Linked DNA regions of Mus musculus: region 2 is linked to region 1. The links are chromatin contacts, called in public Hi-C maps. All regions are on one chromosome and are shown on one strand. Each heading gives the region's core, a stretch centred on a gene start, on an enhancer-like site or on the middle of the called end of the contact. The rest is flanking DNA. Distances are from core to core; before and after follow the strand shown. Region 1 holds the start of Arid1a (AT rich interactive domain 1A (SWI-like)). Region 2 holds the start of Fuca1 (fucosidase, alpha-L- 1, tissue).

Region 1 (6,673 bases), core at 1,435-3,934:
GCTGTGGGGGAAAAATACCCACCGAGGGGAGGACCCACGGCCCCGAGTCGGGGTCTCGCTGCTCGGGCCAGCCACGTGCCCGCTCCTCCCCTCCCCCTTCTCCTTCCCAGTGCCCCTGGGGAAAGCGGATGGACCAGTTTCTAAGAAAGTTCCTCAGCCCAGCAGTCTTAGGTTAATGTTGTAGATCTTAGAGAGGAAGGGACTCTAAGGATTTGAGATTTTTTTTTTTAAAGAAAAGTAGAGAAGAAGAAAAACACTACCTCTCCTGACCCAGGTGGATATATTTTTATGCACTTTGCCTCATTGCTAGATTAAAATGGTGACTGTTTTCAAAACAGCGTGACCACGTGTAGGGAAAGGGATTTTGGCGCTTTCCATATGCACGGCCATGGAAGAAGGCCATGTGGACTTTCCTTGAAGACAAATCCATTCTCGCTTCCAGATTTTCACTGGGCTCCAGGTTTCCCATTACACCCCAGTTCCGAGGAAAATGGCAGGGTAATTGCATGTAAAAAATTCCTCATTTGTGTGCGGGACTCAGGACTGTTTGGCAGCTCCGAGGCAGTTGATTAAATAGCAAAGCTCCATTTATGAGGCAGCCTATAATTTGGTTTCTAGGACCTAATGCACCACTAGAGTTGTGCTTCTGAGGGCCGTGAATGAAAACTGGTCCATACCAGCCAGTTCCATCGCCTTGGCAGGTTGGTTTGGTTCTTGGTTGGGGGATGGGAGAGCAGAGGGGCTCTGGCCATGGCTCCATTCTCAGTTTACTACGGAAGGTTTGTAATGTGGGGTGTTCTTGATTTTTCTTGGGGGTAGAAGAAATGACTTAGCCTTTCAGAATTATTTCTGTTGACCCATGACATGATCAGAACTCCAGGGGCCTGCAGAGCCCACAAGTTCTAAAATAATGGTCTGTGGTCCAAAGTCTCCATTTATAAAATCTGGGAGGAAAAGAGGCCTTTGTCATTGATGCTTTCCCAAGGCAGTCTTGGTCCTGGTGAGACGCTGGAATTCCCTCTGGTTTCTCCTGGCTTGCCCTGTCAGAGCATTCCAGGCCTGCCTGAGAAGAAAAGGCTGCTGTGGAACTGGTGAGGCCTGTAGGTCTGGACAACTCTGAGCTTTTCCGCGAATGCCTTGATCTTCACAGATAAACCTGGCCTTAGGGTCTCTGGTAAACTTCAAGGAGTCTTACACCTTAGGATAGACAGCAGATCTGAGGGGCATCCGTTTTCTGTGTGACCTGTTAGGCTCTTTTTCTCTCTTTATAGAGAAAATGGTTTCCATTTTCTGCATCCCTCTTCTGCAGTGGTTTTTGAACAGAGGTTCTTTCAGTCCCTGGAGCCTCTTCTGTGGGCTGTTTACAGTCTTCCAAGGTACTTGCCTTTGAAGATTGGGCTACTGGCCATTGTGAGCTAGGTTCCCTTAGGAAGTGCTAATGGAGCTTGGTTTGCCTGGAGGACTGTCTTAAGCCCCCAACGCATCAGTAGCCACCATTTTAAGAGAAGTGGTGGGATGACCACGTTTGATTTTCAAACCTCCTGACACTGATCTGATCCGGTGGTTGGATTTGTTCACAACGTAAGTGCCTTTCTTTTCTCTTTTCCTCCTTTTCTCTGGCTAAGTAGACAAGATGCGGCTTCGGCCACTCACTCCACTTTTTATAGCCACACACTTCTGCCCTCTGACTTTAAGTGACCTGGGCAGTCCCCTCCCTTCAGTCTGTTGGTAAAATGGGGGGGGGGGAGATAATCCAGACCTCATGCCCCCAGGGCCTTGTCAGAGAGGGCTAATGAGGGCAGGGCACGGGAGAACCGATAGTTTGAACAATGGTCAGTCCTCCTTTGGGGCTAGCCAAAGGGGGGGAAAAGCAGGGCTCGCTCAGCTGGGTCTCTAGAGCAGGTCTGCAAAAGGCTTTGAAGAAGAAAAGTGCTGCGGAGGTGCTAAGTCGCAGCCAAGAGCCCAGGCCCGGTGCCAGGGGGTCAGGTCCCGGCCGCGGCGGCCGCGGTTTCGGGCTCAGGCCAATTTTGCAGGCGCGGGTAAAGTTCACGCGGCCCGCTCCCTTTGGAGCGGCCGGGAGGGGACAGGCCAGGCTGGGAACGCGGCGAGCGAGGCGGCGCAGGCTCCGGAGGCGCGGGCTCCGGGCCGGGTTTTCCCCGAAGCCTTCGGCGGCGGCGCAGCCGAGCGAAAGAGGCTGAGGGCTTGCCGCCGCCGCCGCGGCTCCTTCTCTCCCCTCCTCCTTTGTGAGGGGAAGGGAGCGAGTCCATTCCACGGCCTGCGCCCGCTCCGCGCTCCAGTCCTGGTTTTTCAGGCGGCCGCGACGGCGCTGGGTAAAATGGCAGTGCTGAGCCTCGTGTCGGAGTGAGGGGGACTCGGAGGAGAGTGGGGCGCTCTAGCTGCTCAGTCCCGCCGCCCGCCCGCCCGCTCTCTCGTTCGCTCTCTCGCCCGCCCGCCCGCCGCCAAGCAGCAGCCTCGGCCCGAGCCGCGGCCGGGGAGGCGAGGCAGGGCGCCCGCCAGAGCAGCGCTCCTACTCTGCCTCCCGGCGCCCCGTCCGCCGCCGCGCGCCCTCCAGCCCGCCCGCCCGCCCGCCCGTCCCGGGTCCCCCCTCCCCCCCCGCTCCCTCCCTCCTTTCCCGCCCCCTCCCCCTCGCCTCCCTCCCTCCCTCCCTCCTCCTTTCTCCGGCAGCAGAAAGCGGAGAGTCACAGCGGGGCCAGGCCCTGGGGAGCGGAGCCTCCACCGCCCCCCTCATTCCCAGGCAAGGGCTTGGGGGGAATGAGCCGGGAGAGCCGGGTCCCGAGCCGCCAGAGCCCGGAGCAGCTGAGCCGCCGGCGCCTCGGCTGCCGCCGCCGCCTCCTCCTCCTCCTCCGCCGCCAGCCCGGAGCCTGAGCCGGCGGGGCGGGGGGGAGAGGAGCGAGCGCAGCGCAGCAGCGGAGCCCCGCGAGGCCCGCCCGGGCGGGTGGGGAGGGCAGCCCGGGGGACTCGGCCCCGGGGCGGGGTGGGAGGGGGGAGAAGACGAAGACAGGGCCGGGTCTCTCCGCGGACGAGACAGCGGGGATCATGGCCGCGCAGGTCGCCCCCGCCGCCGCCAGCAGCCTGGGCAACCCGCCGCCGCCGCCCTCGGAGCTGAAGAAAGCCGAGCAGCAACAGCGGGAGGAGGCGGGGGGCGAGGCGGCGGCGGCAGCGGCCGAGCGCGGGGAAATGAAGGCAGCCGCCGGGCAGGAGAGCGAGGGCCCCGCCGTGGGGCCGCCGCAGCCGCTGGGAAAGGAGCTGCAGGACGGGGCCGAGAGCAATGGGGGTGGCGGCGGCGGCGGAGCCGGCAGCGGCGGCGGGCCCGGCGCGGAGCCGGACCTGAAGAACTCGAACGGGAACGCGGGCCCTAGGCCCGCCCTGAACAATAACCTCCCGGAGCCGCCCGGCGGCGGCGGCGGCGGCGGCAGCAGCAGCAGCGACGGGGTGGGGGCGCCTCCTCACTCGGCCGCGGCCGCCCTGCCGCCCCCAGCCTACGGCTTCGGGCAAGCCTACGGCCGGAGCCCGTCTGCCGTCGCCGCCGCGGCGGCCGCCGTCTTCCACCAACAACATGGCGGACAACAAAGCCCTGGCCTGGCAGCGCTGCAGAGCGGCGGCGGCGGGGGCTTGGAGCCCTACGCCGGGCCCCAGCAGAACTCGCACGACCACGGCTTCCCCAACCACCAGTACAACTCCTACTACCCCAACCGCAGCGCCTACCCCCCGCCTCCCCAGGCCTACGCGCTGAGCTCCCCGAGAGGTGGCACTCCGGGCTCCGGCGCGGCGGCGGCCGCCGGCTCCAAGCCGCCTCCCTCCTCCAGCGCCTCTGCCTCCTCGTCGTCTTCGTCCTTCGCACAGCAGCGCTTCGGGGCCATGGGGGGAGGCGGCCCCTCAGCGGCCGGCGGGGGAACTCCCCAGCCCACCGCCACCCCCACCCTCAACCAACTGCTCACGTCGCCCAGCTCGGCCCGTGGCTACCAGGGCTACCCCGGGGGCGACTACGGCGGCGGGCCCCAGGACGGGGGCGCGGGCAAAGGCCCGGCGGACATGGCCTCGCAGTGCTGGGGGGCTGCGGCGGCGGCGGCGGCGGCGGCAGCGGCCGTCTCGGGAGGGGCCCAACAAAGGAGCCACCACGCGCCCATGAGCCCCGGGAGCAGCGGCGGCGGGGGGCAGCCGCTCGCCCGGACCCCTCAGGTACACAGCCGAGCGGGGAGGGGGCTGGGGCCAGCGGGGCCGGGGGGTGGGCTGGGTGGCGGCTGCGGGGAAGCAGGCCCCGGCCGTGGGCTCCCCTCGGGCTTGGGCCCCCACTGCCGGGGAGCTGCCATTGTCTGGCTCTTCTCTCTTAAAATGGCTGCCTGTCTGCCTTCCTCTCCTTCCCTCGATCAGCCTTTGTGTGGGGCTTTTCCAGGGGTGTCTGTCCGGTTTCTCCTCCTCCGCTGGTCCTTTCGAACTCTGGGGGTCTCCAGGGGGGTGCAGAGCAAAGTGTGCCTGGAAGGGCCAGGCCCGGTCGCGGGGGGGGGTGCTGGGGGTTCAGGTTAGGGGTGTAGGCAGTGTCATGAATCCGGGAGAAAGAAGCAACGTTTTCTTGCTCACCTGCCGCTCCTCTGATCCCCCTTGCCTTCCTCTAGGCCGTTCCCCAATATACGCTTTTAAAGAGTGGCCCCTAGGGCTCGGGGGACCTCGGGGGAGAGCTGGGGCCTGCTTGGGGGCAGCTCGAGGCCGACTGTGGTTCGCTCTGGGCCGCCGGGGCCACCTCTTGCCTCAGTCTCCGGCGGCCCAGTGGCCTGGGCTTCTCTCTGAAGTGCTGGTAAACACAGAGTGATTGGAGTAGTAAGTGCAGATTGCTTTGGTTTGGGATTTGAATTATGGAGGTAAAATCCTTCTGTCAAAGCCAGGAGACAGTTGGTCTTAGGTTGACATCCTATCTGTGATCTGATTGGCTCCCCATCTTCTGCTCTTGGCCATTTATAATTGCCTCTGATGTAATGGTACAACAATCCTGATGAGCTCATAAACTTTTACACTCTGCTTTTCTGCCAGTGATAACCCAAACCTTCGCTGCCACTATCCGCCTTTTATTCCAGAGCTGAAATTGGCTGTGACCTTGAGGAGGGAGGTTTAAGCAGCAATACTGTATCAGCAGGAGCAGAGTCCCAGACAGGCTGCCCTTGTTACATTGTGCCTGAAACAAAAGAGGAGGCGATGGCATTTTGCTTGCACCTTGGATTTATTTTGCTTGTTATGTTTTATGCAGTCTGAAATAGATTCTGTGTTGTTGGAACAGTAGCTGAGTTTTTCTCTACAATGGGTTTGCTGTTTGTTTTCGTTTTTGTTACTTTCCTGATGGTATAAATGAGTTCTTTGATGGCGCTGAAGATACATTTGTCTTGAGTAGTTTTTGACACTGTTCACTTATACTGTTGAGTTACAGAACTGAAATTATTTTACTGGCTATTTTTTTATGAAAAGCAAATGTAGGATCTGTAGGGGAAGACGATTTTTGTTAATATTTTGCTGAGAGCTGGGAGCGGCCTGATAATTTGATATTAGGTTCAAGAGTTCTGCAAGGCTTGTCTCTTTGTTTACACGTTGAATCTTGTTAACACTTCCTTTTGTTAATTGAACTTTGGGGGGGAACAGCTCAGTTGAAGGAGGGGATGCAGATGGCCTTCTTGGTCCAGGGAGAGAGTTTTTCCTCCTGAAGGCTTGGTTTAGGATTTTTCTGAATTGTTTCTGGAATATCTCTGTTTTGTCATCAGTTACTTGAGAGCTTTAAAATAGAGACTTGCCAATATTTTTCTTTGTATCTTAAGTTGTGTGACTCCCCCCCCCCCCCTTCTATGGTGTAAAGATGATGAACAGTGGCAGTCAGGGCTACGACTTTGCCACCTTTCCGTGCCTTTTTTGTACATTTTGTCTCCTTTTCTTTGCTTGCTTCTCTCTGGGTTATCAGATCCCCTCTGGAGTCATCTTTTCAAAGAGGGCAGCAGCCCCTCCCCACCCCCAGGTTCCCATCCCTAGCAGTTGTGCTGTTGCTGGATCTTGTTCATGAGGAACTGTGGTTCCTGTGTCCCCTCCCTGTCCCCCACCGACTTTTGTGCTCTTGTGTTGAGCTGGGAACTTTGAGAATAGTCCTGTAAAGCAGCTCTGCTGTGGTGCTCCAGCCTTCCCTCATGTTCTTCACCTGTGAGAATGGGCAGATAGGCAGGTTTCCCCTGCTGTCTGGGGGATGAGTTCTGACTTAAAGACTGTGCACACATGCCAAGTCATCTTGTTATGCGTATTTTTCTCACTTTTGTTTTGATTAAGAAATTTACGTTTCTTGAGAACTATTTATTAGAGGAAGTAATCGGGAGTGTGTGTGTTCCTTTTGAGTCAGGGTCTCATGTACCCGAGGATATTCTGGATATTCTGGGACTCAACAATGTATCCATAGCCGTCTCTGCCTCCTAAATGCTAGGATTACAGGCAGGAGTCATGTTTTGTTTATTTTTTAACTTTTGTGGTACAGTAATTTCTAGGTTTGGTCATTAAATAGTTGTGCATTCCATATGTGTCTAGGAAATACACATATGTTTTGTCCAGGGGACATGAGAATGGGTGAAGTGCTTGCTTAGAGTCCTCAGTGTGCTGGCTGCTGTCGGATGACTTGGGCAGGGGCGGGGGT
Region 2 (7,221 bases), core at 4,563-7,062, 2.2 Mb before region 1:
CCAATTGGTTATTGGTCTATCAGTAAAGAAGCCAAGGGCCAATTGCTGGGCGGAAGGAACAGGCAGGTCCTGGAAGAATGAGACAGACACCAGGAGAGAGAGGGAGGGGAAGAGAGAGAGAGGAAGGGAGGGAAGGAGGGAGGGAGGGTGAGAGAGAGAGAGAGAGAGAGAGAGAGAGAGAGAGAGAGAGAGAGTGTGTGTTCACCGTGCTTCAAAGGGAGAAAAGGTGACCAGCCATGTGGGATCTCAGGCCTGTGGGCCACTCTCACAGGCAGGCAGTTGACCAGCGACAAGATGTAACTGAGCAACTAAGTTGAGGGCAGATGGAGAGGTGCCGAGTTAAGAGTATTGATAAGGGCATGCTTCTCCAGGCGGGAGATAAGTAGTGCCCAGCAATTGAGCCAAAAAGGCAAGTTGAAATTGAGCGACATGTGTGTCTGTGATTTTTATTCAAGGGACTCTGGGTGAGGAGCGGTAGTGCAGTCTGTTCCCAGAGCTTAGGTGGGGGAGCGAAAGCTACCGTTAGCAACAACTCCGCATTGCAAGCAGTCGATTTTCAAATGGTGACCTCGGCGAGGTCTTGACTGGGCCCAATGGCAAGGGAAGAGGCCCTGAAGCACTGGCTTTGACACTTCACCAGCCAGGTCCCCGTGACTGTGGCATCAGTAAGTGAGCACAGCCCAGAAGATCTGAGCGGTGGGAAGGGAAGGAGGGAAGCAAGCTTTGCATTGATATAAACACCACTTTTATCATTTTGATGTCTTGTACTTGGTTTTCATAGAGCTGCCTTGTGCCGGAGCCCTGGAACAGCACTCTACAGTGGTGGGGCCCCAGGCGCCCCTGTTTCTTACCTGTTAACAAGGTCATACAGCTCTGGCATTGTTTTTGCCCTGACGAAATGCTGAGTTTTGAAGCCATTTTTCTTATCAAGTAGGTAGAGTGGATGGAACCATTCCAAGAGCGAGTGGTAGAGGCCGTAGCGTATGTTCCTTGAACAGAAAAACACAGCAGCAGCTGGCATTAGGCAGAGGGCCAACCATTTGCTTTAAGAAAAATCAGGCTGGGGCTGGAGTCAGCACTTTGGAGGGGGAGAGGGAGGGGTCAGGAGTTAAAGGCCATCCTTGGCTACCAAGTGGGCTTGATGCCAGCCTAAGCTATCTGAGATCTTTTATTTAATTTTAATAATTTATTTCACACACACATTTTTGAGACAGGGTCTCAATATGTAGCCCTGGCCAGCCTGGGACTAGCTATGCAGACCACGCTGACCCCAAACATCCACACGGCTCTGTCTTCCGAGTGCTGGGATTAAAGGCATGTACCACTACCATCTTCTTACTTTATTTTTTTATGGTCCTGGGAATCATCTGTGCTACATCCCCATCTGTATTAAATACTTCTTTAAAGAACCAGGAGAAAGGAGACTGAAGGCCTCTAACCCAAAGAAAAGACACATTAAGGATCTAGAAGTGCTAACTGTCCTGATTTGTTCATCATACACTGTACAAATGTCACACTGTGCCTCATAAAAATGTTTAATTCTTATGGTTAAGATATGGTGCTATGCAAACATTAGAGTGCGGGCAATAAAGAAAAATAACACAGCAAGAAAGAACTGAAGTGTGTGTGTGTGTGTGTGTGTGTGTGTTTGTGTGTTTGGTTTCAGTATGTAACTTGTGGACTAACCACTGATAGAGAAGGTACCAATGCAGCCTGCTAAGGCTGGGCATGGTGCCAGGCCCGGAAGCCAAGCACCTGGAAGGCAGAGGCAGGAGGATTGCATCAAGTTAGAAGGTAGATTGGTCTGCACAGCAAGTTTCAAGCTCTTCAGGGATCTAGAGCAAGGTTCTGTCTCATAAGACCAAACTAAACTGAAAGAAAACAGCTACTTCCAAAGTCCAAGTGTAGTCCACACTTAAGATCACATGAACACTTATCACAGGGTTAGTGGCCAAGTGCAGCATGGGGCACGGACCAGAGCAGGTAACAGGAGTCAGCAAATGCATTTTTAAAGTCCTGGGCAGTGTAGAACACAAGCATAGCTGTGTTTCAATCAAACTCAATTTATAGAAACAGGCAGTCAGTCTACATCTCAGAGTCATAGCAGAAAGCAATCTTCCTTCTTTTTTTTTTTTTTTTTGGTTTTTCGAGACAGGGTTTCTCTGTATAGCCCTGGCTGTCCTGGAACTCACTCTGTAGACCAGGCTGGCCTCGATTGAACTCAGAAATCCGCCTGCCTCTGCCTCCCAAGTGCTGGGATTAGAGGCATGCGCCACCATGCCCAGTGCAATCTTCTTTCTTAAAGGCAAACATATCTAGGAGAGTTTAAAACCCGGATACGAACTGGTGGCAGGGGATAGGGCTTGGTGCTGAGGCTTGAATCTGCACTATCTCCCCCCAGGCTCCTGTTCTGAAGGCTTGTTCCTTTCCTGATAGTGTTGTTTTGGGGGTCCATGGAACCGTTCCGAGGGGGGGACATGCTGGCAGAAGTGGGACACCTGAAGGACATCCTCTAGTTCCTGCTGCTCCCGAGTCATTTGATACGTGAATGAATGGCCTCGACCACAGCGTGTGCATGCCATGTATGCAGATGCTCCACCACGCTGGTCTGAAAAGCAACCTTCCCTGCCTGAAGCTGGTTTTAACAGGTATGGTGGTCACTAACACAGAAGTGCCTAATGCATTCGGTGTAGGAGCGGCCGCCTAATATATGTGAGGTCCCGTGTTTGACCCTTAGCACCAAAACCCAAAGCCACCCCACCTCTTAATGGAGAAGTTAATTTCTATTATTAGTAGTAGTATTTGGCTTTTTGAGATGTAGTCTTGTTTAGCCCAGGCTAGACTCAAACTCACTACATACCTAAGGCCATTCTTGAACTCCTGACCCTCCTGCCATTGCCACCCAAGTGCCATCATGTCTGGCTACTCTGTCTGGCTTGGGTTACTTTGCCTCCCAAGTAATTAGCAGCAGTCTGGCTTGTTACTTCCCGTTAAGTGACAAGACTGAGGGGTGCTGAGGAGAATCAGCTGTGTGTTGCCCTCTTTGGTTTTTGATCGGCCGTCATCAGAGCTTGCCCTCAGGTCTGAACAGCTTGGTGTTGGATGCTGGTGGCTATGGAGGAGAAAGGTGGGACCCAGTCCCTGGCTTCTGTCACATATTAGAGAAGGCTCTGTATTGCAAGTTCTCTCATGGAAGTCCTTTGCAGGTTGCAAAGTTGACCACCATGGTCTATGACAGGTGTCCTCCACCCACTGTGAACTTTCTTTGGATCACCTTTGGTCCTGTGAAAACCACCAAGTCTCAAATTCAAAGTCTGGGAGTCCATCTGCTCTCTGGCTAAATGACCCTAGCAGACAAACAAGGGGACCCAGACTGGCTCTCTGGAGGGCTAGATAGGGAGGTTGGTGGAGTCGCTGGCTGTCCACAGACACCCACCTCTTCCGCACAGCTGCTCCCAACTCACCGACCAAATCACGGTGGGGCCCCACGTCCTTCGAGTTCCAGTTCCAAGACACAGGGCTTGGCCAGTTTGTGAAGCCTTCATGATGCTTTGTGGTCAGGACGACGTACCTGCAGGCATCAAAACCAAACGAGAACAAAGGAGTTGGGCGATGTCCACAACCATGGCCTTGCCAGGCATGTCTGAGAATTTTAACAAGTCGGGCAGGTCTTGATGAAAAGGATAGGCCCTTGGGATGAGTCACCATGACAACCGTGATGATGTTTCTATAGTGATAATTATCCCTGTGCAGGTATGACTCAAGAATGGATGGAGGCACTGGAGGTTCAGAGGCAGAGGGGAGGCTGGCAGAAGAAATGCTGTGCTACTTAGCTCTCAGGTTCAACCCTTCTGGAAATAAGTGATGAACCTGTGTCAACCCTGTGCCCCAATCTATTGGCAAGAGCAAAAAGCAGACACAAGCACCTGCTCGTTTTCTTTTTTTTTTAATATTTGTTTATTTATATTACTTATATGTATGAGTACATCATAGCTGTCTTCAGACACACCAGAAAGAGGGCATCAAATCCCATTACAGATGGTTGTTGTGAGCCACCATGTGGTTGCTGGGAATTGAACTCAGGACCTTTGGAAGAACAGTCAGTGCTCTTAACCGCTGAGCCATTTCTCCAGCCCCCATCTGCTTGTTTTCTTAACCAAGATTGTGAAACTGCCTGTCATTTAAGGTGACAAAGGCTCAAATATCTAGGACTGAAAAAAAAAATGTGTTGAGATAATCAGTCCATTCAATATATCACTTACTTTTATAGGAAAAGATAGCATGTTACATGAGATTTTACCACTAGCTGGTGTAGGGGCCCCTGAACTTCATCAGTCCTTCCTGCAATACATCTCTTTCCCCTTTCAAAAAGTCCTTCTGAAATATAAAATCCCTTCCCACTCAACAAGCAAATAACCACGCCCTCTGGGTATGGCTTGCAGAGCCTGGGCACACCTGTCCCATGAGCTTTCTGGAGCTTTCACTTCCAGATCATAGACCTGCAGTCTAGGACACCAGGCTCCTTCCTCTCCTTCCTCTCTCTGGGCTAGTTACCTCGTCCATTAAACAGGAAGTCTGGAAAAAGGCTGGAGTTCAACTTTGTAAATTACGGCTCTCAAGATGGCAAGATGACAGATTTCTGTTCCCTCAGGCCTTTTACTTGGCGAAAATACTAAGTGCCAGCTATACACAGCCTTTCCCTTCGGGGGAGAAAACCTAACGTCCCGAGGGAATAAAAAGTCGGAGTTTGGCAGAAAATCAATGAAGAGAGCGGAGGACTACACTAAGCCAGGAGCGGGAGGCTGCCCTCACAGTGGCCAAATCCCGCGTCCAAAGTCAGCCAATATTTTCTCTGGCTTAGAGGGCTCTCAAAACGCACTTCCTCTGCAGGGCTTTGCCCAAACAACCCCCTTCCTCCTCTGAGTTCTACTATAAGCAAGTGAGAAGTGAGGGAGACCCCAACAAAGAGCAACCCCAAACTTCCATCCTTCCTTCTTCCTTTAGAGGCACAGGGCTACAAGGAAGTCAGGCGGCGCTTTTTTATAAGCTTCCACGGACGGACGCTACCCGTAGCCTAAGGGGACTGGTCAGATCTACAACTCAGGGCCACCGACGGGAATCTGGGCTGTGTTCTGGACCTTTCAAACGAGACACCGATGTAGCCTGATTCTAGTCTCTCTCCGCACAGGTGTACCACCCAGTGCTTTCCCGCCTTAATTTTATTTTATTTTATTTTATTTATTTATTTTTTTAACTGATCCTCAGCTGGATTCTCGTCTTTAGCGTCCTTCCTCCGAGATGCAGAACGTAGGGTCCTGGACCTTCCGAGGTCAGGCAGCGCCGGCTATGGCCTGCCTGCTCCCGCCTCGCGCCCGTCCCGCACTCACTTGGCCCCGGCAGCCTGAAAGAGTTCGGCCCACTGATCCGGGTGGAAGAAGCGCGCTGTGAACTGCGGTGCGAAGTCGGCGTAGCTGAAGCCGGGCGGGTAGTTTTCTGTCATGAAGCGCTGGTAGGCCGGCATCCGATCGCCCTGCCAGTGCCACCAGAACCATTCACTGCCCCAGGCGGGCACCGAGAACACCCCCCAGTGCACGAACACCCCGAACTTGGCCTCATCGAACCAGCTCGGCAGTGGCCGCGAGTCCAAGCTCTGCCAGTCCGGAGTGAAGCGGCGCGGAGCCAGGGCCACTGCCTGGGCCGCAGCCACTAGCAGCAGCAGCAGCAGCAGCAGCATCCCAGAGTCCACAGCCCACCACTCAAGTTCAGCTCCTACATCCTTGCTTCCGGGCCCGCACCGCCCCCCTCTTAACACGCAAGCGCCGGCGAGTAGCCCCGCCTCTCAGAGTAACGATTGGCTTGGAAGGAGAGGGGGTGGGGTCAGGCTTGCGGCTCTGGAGCGCCCTCTGGCATTGGAAGGGAGAAAGACTTAAGGCGGCGTTGCTGGTTCTGCTCTATTGAATTTAAATTCCGTAGACTCGCCTAAGGATTTAATTGCCGGATTCCCCGCAAGTGAGAAAGACCCAAGGTGTGGGGAAAACTGGGAGAAGTCCACGTTGTTGCACCAATCTTCAGGGGAAGGCTGAAGCCAGGTCGTTTTATTTAGTGACTATTTAGGAGCCGCGGGTTCTCTGTGCTATACCTCCAGCCAGCAGGTGGAGTTTAGCAGATTGGAGAGTTGCCGAAGAGATTGAGAAATAACAAGGTTAGAAGGAGCTTTATGCGGAGGGAGAGAAATGGCTGCTGAAAGATTAAGGGCAGACGTGGTTATTTTAGTCTATCTTTTGTCCGTTGAACTTAACAAGAACTCCGAGGAACTTAAACATTTTTTTAAAAAAAGATTTATTTACTTATTTTATGTATATGAGTACACCATCGCTCTCTTCAAACATACCAGAAGAGGGCATCAGATTCCATTACAGATGGTTGTGAGCCACCATGTGGTTGCTGGGAATTGAACTCAGGACCTCTGGAAAAGCAGTCTGTGCTCTTAACCACTAAGCCATCTCTCCAGCCCTAGACATTTTAATTTAATTTAGAATTGTAACTTAAATTTATTTTGAGGTAAGGGGGTCTCAACTAGCTCAGGCTGGCTTCGAACTTACAGCTACAGTAACTTTGCATTCCTGATCTTCCTGCTTGTACCTCAGGAGTGCTGGGATTACAGGTAGGGGATGGCACTGCCATTCCTGGTTTTAGGTAGTACTGACCTTTGAACCCAGAGATTTGCTCTTGCAGATGCAGCACTCTACTGACTGAGCTACACCTCAAAAACTTTGAGGGTCTCTCAGAGAGCTTAGTTAGCATCTAACTGAAGAAAACCTGACTCAGGAGTACAACACTTGCTTGGTACACCGGAAGGCCGGAGCTTCAGTCTGGCACCGCTAAACAAGCATGCCTGACCCACACACAGGGGACCACTGAGGCATGAGGGACCAGAAAAATTGAGAGCCAAGAGAACCCTCTTGCCCTGGGAAAATCTCTAAAACTCATATGGCCAGTCACCCAATTCCTCTACAGTCAGCACACGCCCAATGGTATATGGTGTGTGCCCATAACTTCAGGAAGTATGGGAGCCAGAAGTCACATGGTCCATATGGCACAAAGGTCTCCATGGTTGCAGAGATAACCACAGCATGTTAGAGCAATGAGAGGTTTTAATGGCCCTGGAGAGCATTGTTTTCCCCACCATTCCCAATTTACCGAGAAGGAAACCAAAGCAAG

The links. Hi-C and Micro-C count contacts between places; a contact is called where the count stands out from the background.
Region 2: a Hi-C map of B cells shows a contact between it and region 1, with 5 read pairs. The contact joins the promoter of Fuca1 here to the promoter of Arid1a in region 1.

The regions. Positions count from the first base shown.
Region 1 is chr4:133,749,996-133,756,668 of GRCm38.p6, reverse strand. Arid1a (AT rich interactive domain 1A (SWI-like)) reads left to right here and starts at 2,684. Exons shown (of 20, transcript NM_001080819.2): 1 at 2,684-4,200. The coding sequence starts at 3,058.
Region 2 is chr4:135,919,317-135,926,537 of GRCm38.p6, reverse strand. It overlaps Fuca1 (fucosidase, alpha-L- 1, tissue), which reads right to left and starts at 5,812. Exons shown (of 8, transcript NM_024243.4): 1 at 5,388-5,812; 2 at 3,437-3,571; 3 at 852-989. The coding sequence starts at 5,734. It overlaps Cnr2 (cannabinoid receptor 2 (macrophage)), which reads right to left. Exons shown (of 2, transcript NM_009924.4): 2 at 6,319-7,221.